2 separate regions of the Drosophila melanogaster genome follow, and region 2 is linked to region 1. Evidence: chromatin contacts called from public Hi-C data. All regions are on one chromosome and are shown on one strand. Each heading gives the region's core, a stretch centred on a gene start, on an enhancer-like site or on the middle of the called end of the contact. The rest is flanking DNA. Distances are from core to core; before and after follow the strand shown. Region 1 holds the start of RhoGAP102A (Rho GTPase activating protein at 102A). Region 2 overlaps bt (bent).

Evidence for each region. A called contact is a pair of places that touch in the nucleus more often than the background predicts.
Region 2: a Hi-C map of the Kc167 cell line shows a contact between it and region 1, with 1.8 times the contacts expected there. The contact joins the enhancer-like site here to the promoter of RhoGAP102A in region 1. A contact is called at or near these places in 9 of 107 Hi-C or Micro-C datasets (the Kc167 cell line, brain, eye imaginal disc and 3 more).

What each region holds. Positions count from the first base shown.
Region 1 is chr4:253,226-256,725 of dm6, reverse strand. RhoGAP102A (Rho GTPase activating protein at 102A) reads right to left here and starts at 1,729. Exons shown (of 12, transcript NM_001258487.3): 1 at 1-1,729. The coding sequence starts at 1,209. It overlaps dpr7 (defective proboscis extension response 7), which reads left to right and starts at 3,397. Exons shown (of 9, transcript NM_001103381.3): 1 at 3,397-3,500.
Region 2 is chr4:729,673-733,172 of dm6, reverse strand. bt (bent) reads right to left here. Exons shown (of 44, transcript NM_001272143.2): 9 at 2,173-2,396; 10 at 1,708-2,110; 11 at 940-1,613. Among named protein-coding and RNA genes, the nearest start is that of bt, 7.0 kb to the right of the region's middle. Within about 2 kb of position 1,767, at least 12 of the 39 cell types and tissues checked have an H3K27ac peak or open chromatin away from gene starts, as enhancers often do. A contact at or near this core is called in eye imaginal disc and wing imaginal disc, where this site is marked.

The DNA of each region.
Region 1 (3,500 bases), core at 480-2,979:
CTGCTCCGCCAAAGTTTTTAACTCGCTCAGTTGTATAAAATTAGTTTGTGTTCCACAGGTTTTCTGGATTCTTTCAACGCTCTGTCCATTCGAATTAAGTTTGTTTTTAAGCTCAAAGTTCTGCGGGACTTTATTGAGGTCTAAAAAGAATTCTGTTTTGGGGCTTGGTATAATTGGTTTGGTATCACATTTCATTAGACAAAAGAAATTGTCATGTAGTAACTTGTTGCTTCTGTTACTATCAGTGTTACCTCTAGATAATTCCTTTCCATTTTTTATCAAGCAAGACAATGAAGTCGAAAAATTAGCTTGATATGGATCTTTGGAATGTAGCGTCCTATGGAGCTGTTGTTTCTTAAGCGCGCTATAGATTTTTTTCAAAAGAACTTTGTCTTCGAGAATGCTTAGTGGAGCATCGCCAAACTTAAGCTGAATTCCTTCATGTGTAAATAAAGGGCAATTAGATAACAATTTAAGAAGGGACAAGAGTTCTGTTTGAATAGATGTGCCGGATGATATCACTTGATGGTTGTCACCATTGTTTTTGAAGTTTGGCCTTTGTGCACTGGGTGATGATGTTTGATCTGGCCGAACTGTTTTAGTTCCAAGTAAAGTTGTGGTTTTGTATGCATCACGAAGTTTAAGATAAGTCTGCAATAATTCGATGACTCGATCGGCAATATGATAATCTTTGGTTGCATCAACTGTCTGTTTTCTGCGGCTAGCACTTGCATGCCTCAACAATGGTTTTAATCTCCGCTTAGAACAGCTGAATGCTCCTGGGTATGATGTTCTGCGACTCCATAAAATAAAACTTGGTTCAGATAAACACACCCGTTGAAATTGATCTTCAATTAGGTCATGATTACCTGACCCTGTTTGGTATCCATCAGGAATTAGCTTACGGCCTGCATCTGTCATATATCTCCAGGTTTTTCGAGTTAGAAGCCAGCGCTCTCGCTTTTTTTCCTTGTCTTTTGTGCTGCGACGACGCACTTTATTTGGAGAAGCCACTCCTTCGGAGTGCTCACTCGCAAAAATCATTGGCTTACGCATGCTGGAGGCATTTCCTAATGGCAACGACCATATTTTCGATACGTCGTTAGCCTCGTCAAGTGCTATATCTAACGGCCCCGACCTTTTTTTAACGGCCGCCATGGGGCTCCTCAAACAGTTCACAGATTCTTCGTTTTCTTTTGGAAATTCCATATTTTACGCTGACGCAGAGATTAAAGGTCAACAGGTCTTTTTTTATTGCGATTTTATCATAATAGTGGTGTTTTTAGTACATATGTTTAAGTTTTACACTAATTTGGATTCATAGTAATTGTCACCGCATCAGCACATAGCATATTTTCACAACGATATTTTCAAAAGGCAGGTTAACAATTATACGAAGAGTTGCAAAGTAATATACTAGGTAAAAACACCAATTTATTTATAAATGCGTACATATATTTGATTTTCTCAGGAGAGATTTCGTATATGTACAATAGAATTGGTATCTACACATGTGAGTGACTTTATTTATATTTCAAAGCACACAATATTTATATTGAAATTCTGGAATAACCAGTACTTCTGTATAATTTTATCAACAAATAGTAACTATGACACCTTGAGGTTTACGATTATTTATTTGTTATTTAATTTTTATATGTCATATTATTGATACTATTTATTTTCTATTTAGACACTGTTAAACCTCGAAAAATAGCACAAAATGCCTGGCGAGATAGCGTGTACATAATAAGAGAACATTATTTTCAGAAAAAAAAACATAAAAATATTTCGAAGTTCACGAGATATTATTTTTGAATGTATTTATGGTACAAGAGCATCCCGCTTGTGATCGACTAATGTGCATACATATACACGTTCTGAAAACAAACTCTTTACTTTTCTTACTTTTTAAGTTTATATTTACAAACAAGATTTGTACAAAAACATATGTATACAATTTCATAATACCTTGTTATCCCAATTGTCGTGCTTATACCGGACAAACCTAAATTCAATTGGAATTTGTATTTTCGTTTGCAATTAATGTACTGTTATTTAAGAATAATACTACTATTGCGGTAGAGCTGATGAGACATTACATTAGGTTCATGTAAATACCTTGACCTGAAATGGTGTTGCCTTCTATAAGGAAAACAAATTATACACTTTTGCAGATGTTTAGTCCGAAGCGAATAATTGGCCTTATGTATGTGTCATGCTCTGTGCAAGCTGCTAGTTGAAAAGTTATAGTTCTATCTGTGTGAAGCTACATTTTGAATTTAAGAATTGATTTTCAAAAGGAAACACCTAGATGTTAACAAGGACGGTGACAGTTTTTAAGGGAGCGAAACTGAACTTTATGTGAACTAAACTAACTTACACTAATTTTCAAACAAGTCAACTTAAAACTAAAACAAGAGAGAATGCTATAGTCGAGTTCCCCGACTATCAGATACCTGTTACTCAGCTAGTGTAAATGCAAACGCGGAATTTTATCATTTTTCTGAGATATCGATAGATATTGGGGAATAAAATGACAAAAAAATTAATAATAGTTAATACTATTTAATAATAATAGTAGAGTGGGCGTGACCGGTTTGGGGCTTTAGGGCGGGGCTAAAAGTTTTTTGGCAAATCGATAGAAATGTACAAGAATAATAAAATATTGGAACAACATCCAACAATTTTTTTAAAATATGGGCTGTATGTTAAATCTCTACCTTCTTGGTTTTATGGTTCCTGAGATTTCGGCGTTCATACGGATAAGGCTAGATCGACTCGGTTTTTGATCCTGATCAAGAATAAAAATGTATATAATATAATAATATCATATAATTTATGTAGCCGGAAACGCTTCCTTCTGCCTGTTACATACTTTGTAACGATTTTAGTATACCCTTTTACTCTACGAGTAACGGGTAACGTTTCCTTTTCTATATCATTTAAATTTACGAGTAACTGGTATAATAACTTATGCATTTTTTTAGGATAAATTCACAATGTATGCTTACATTACCATTACCGTTTTTGAGAATGTAACTGTCAGTAGTAACAAATTTGTTCGAAATTTAAGGGGTAAAGGTGCTATTGTCACGTTTATCTGATCTCAGTCTCAAATTGATGTGTACCATTTGTATTCCGCCCATTGCTTATATTATTAAGCCGTGTTACTGAGTCTTAGCAATAAAAGGAAACTAGAGTACTTAGTATATGACTTCAAAATGTTAAAATTAAAAAATATATACATACAAATAATTATAACCTACGCAATCTATAAATATATAGAATCTATCCTAAATTGTAAGATAACACATATGTACATATGTGACAATGGGCATGCGCGAATATTTTCAGGGTTGCAGAATATTAAAAATCTGTATACAAGTCGTCCTCACAGAAACACTAAAACGTGCTGCTTAGGGGTTGTTAGAGCTTACCGTTGAAATAATAATTGTCGATGCCAACGAAATAAGTGTAAAGACTAAAAAAAGTATATA
Region 2 (3,500 bases), core at 518-3,017, 480 kb before region 1:
TGTTATTGACCAAAACGAAAATTAGTAGATATTTAAGAGATAAGTAACAGATTAAAACATAGAAGAAGAATATAATTATTAAAAGACTCAAAGACTATTCATATACAGCTTTTATTTAACTCTAAAATTCACATGAACTGGATTAAGAAAAACACTCCTGTGTGCGTAGCAGATCAAGAATATAAAAGTGTCGTCAAAGAAGAAAATTTTAGCGGAAAGACTTGGAGAAATTCGATGGAAAGTTATACTATAAATTTTATTTTGCAACCGTAAACAATTATTTAAGTGCAAACCTCTTCACTAAGAAGTTGACCAATAGGCTTTAATGTTACACCAAATATGTCCTTTGATGAATTTGACTGTGAAGTGTCCAGAGGAGTATTCGTTGCGATTCTCCTTTTAAATATCGGTAATTTATATGTAGTGACTCCACTCTGTATAGTAAAAAATTACTTTTTATCGGTTGCTGCTTTAAAAAACGACGTGATTTGTGGCATTACATTTCTAAATTTTACAAAATTATTGATTGCACCCGAAGAAGTGCAGGAACGTGCTAGAAAAAAGTATCTTAATGGTTTGGCCTACAAGTTGTACATGAAACTTTACTACTTTTGTTTTACTAGGCATGCAATATCAATTATATGTTAGCACTTATAAGCCTGATCAATATACAAACATTATACACTATATGTGAAACTGTAAAATTCAAGAGTACTGCTTAGTTGTATTCTGTGAAATTTCTTCATTAACCTCTGAACCTAGTGATTAATCGATAATTGTGTCACTTAGAGTACTTTTTTCTCTTTTTCAACGAAAATCTGATTTGCATTAATGTCCTGGTCTTCATTAATCTGTTCTTCTTTTGCTGATGCAGGCTCTAATTTCTAATGCGGGTTTTCTACCATTTCTGATTTTACTTATCTTCGATTTTTTATTTACCTTTTGCTCCACTTCTTTTTCATTCTTGGTCTTCTCCTTTTCTTTCGGCTTTTCTTCCTTCTTTTTGGCAACCTTTTCCACCGTTATTTTGCAAGATGATTCGTCCTTGCCGACTTCATTGGTCACAATAACCTTATAGTTCGATGTGTGTTCTGTCCTTGCTGAGCTAAAAGTTAATCTTGCTGTTGTTCCATCAAACGTGGTGGTTATGTCCTTGGTTTCACGTATAACGGTGCTTCCCTTATACCACTCAACCTTACACTTGCGGTCTGTTTGGGACAGGCTGACTAAGAGCTCAAAGGTCTTCGACTCCGCGACCTTCTGATCTGCTAGCTTTCTCGAGATTTCCGGTTTGCACGGCTTTCGCTCTTCCTCTGGAATGTCAACGAGGTTGACAATTTGGGATACTGCCTCTCCTTTTTCGTTACTGGCCACCAGCTTGTAGGCGCCCTTGTCACTCTCTTCGACATCGTTGATTTCCAGCTTGACGGCGAACTCTCCTTCCTTTGTTTGCTCTACCTGGTAAACGTGTCTCTTGCTCTCTTTTACAGTGCTGGTTTCCTTGTACCAGGTACACTTGGGTTCGAATTTTGATGCTACTGTGCACTCTATGACTACAGTACGTTTTTTTATAATCTTTATAATTTTTGGCTTATCCTTTATAACAGGAACGACTGGTGGAGAACAAGAAAAGAGGAATTCAAAAATATATATTAATTATAATCAGTTTCATAAGATCGTGTTTGCTTCCGGTGGGCATATACGCACTCTCTATATTCAGGGTAAGGTTGGCATTAAGTTCGCCCAGCGTGTTCTTAATGTTACACTTGTAAAGGCCGGAGTCCTCTAGTTGCGGATCTAATAGCTCCAGCTTGATGTAGTATTGGTCGCCACGCTGTTCAATAAACGTCTTAATTTTGTTACTTTCCTTGATGACTTCTCCGTTGCGAAACCAAATGACATCTGGTTTCGGATCTGCCTTGACCTTGCACTCCATTATAACCAATTTGCCGTTGTTCTCAGAAACAATGCGTGGCTTTTCTATGAATGTTGGCCCCTCTCCTTCGGGCTCCGGTTCCGCTTCAATGTTAAGGTTTAGATTTGCGTTTGATTCACCGTATTCGTTTTTGACATTGCATCTGTAGGTCCCACCATCGGTTGCTCCCGGATCCTAAAAGAGATTAAATGAAGTAAATTATCGGTTGCTGTTATGCTATCCACAATGCACTTCACCTTAATTTCAAGTGTCAGCTCATACGTGTCTTCTGCAATAACTGTTGTGTTAATTTTTATCTTCTTACTCTTCTCCACCAAGTCTTGACCCCTGTACCAAGTTACTGTGGGTTCGGGCTTGGCCTTGCACTTGCACTTCATGGTGATCAATGTGCCTGATTCATTTGGGATGATTCTCGGCTTTTCGATAAAAGACGGCGCAAACCCGTTAGCATCGCTCGCACCTTGTAAACAAAAAAAATACAAAGTTAAGAAAAATGCTGAAAAAGCTACCGAAGAAAAAATGTGGAAGCAAGTCTATTAGTTTAGGACACGGTTTGAAATGTATTGCGGATAGATATGACCAAAATCAAAGCAGTTGAAAAAAGTTTGTTTATATATCGGGCAGACATTAAGCCGTCTCGGCCGACATAATTGCATGCTTAATACAAACAAAAGGTTTGCTCACTAAATTGTTGCTCAAACATTAAAGCGTTAAGAAAGATACTATATCCGAAGACCTATTTGACGGCTAGAATTCCGATACATTCGCTTTGGTGTAGTGCATCGTTTTGAAAAAATATTTGTTTTCCAAATAATTAACTCGCAAGAGGTATAGCTATACCTATGTATAGCTGTTAGTTGTCAGAGTAACCTTTTGAATAAAATAATAAAGCTATAAAAAATAAACTGCATAATTTTCATATAGTATATAACCCATATGTTAAATCACGGGGTAACCCAATAAAATGGTCAATGTAAAGGTTTAACAAGAGAGAATACTATAGTCGAGTTCCCCAACTATCAGATACCCGTTACTCAGTTAGTCGAAATACGAAATTTCATAATCTTTCGGGAAATCGAAAGATATTGGGGAATAAATGACGAAATTTTCTTTGGGCGTGACTGTTTTGGACGTTTTGTAGTGGTGTGGATGGGTGTGGAGGGGAGGAAGGGTGTGTGGAAAATTGGCAAGTCAAGCAATAAAAAGAAAGAAAAAAGAAACATTTTTCAAATGTGTGGGCGTGGCAGTTTTGGGCGGCTTGTGCTCGTTAGAGTGGGCGATGTGGAAACTGAATGCTTCCACAACTTTCTATCCTTTACAGACAGACGGACATGGCCAGATCGACTCAGCTGATCTCCTGATCATATGGTCGGAAACGCTTCCTTCTGTCTGCTTCATAATTTTAAACGAATCTAGTATACCAGATTTCACTCTACGAGTAACGGGTATTATAATAATGCGCTTAAATAAAAATTACTCCAAATTTGGAATCACGTATAGCATAAAAAAGGTCGAGGTCGATGAGGACCCGTCAATAAGAGTGCGCCGTCCCAGATTGCCTTTC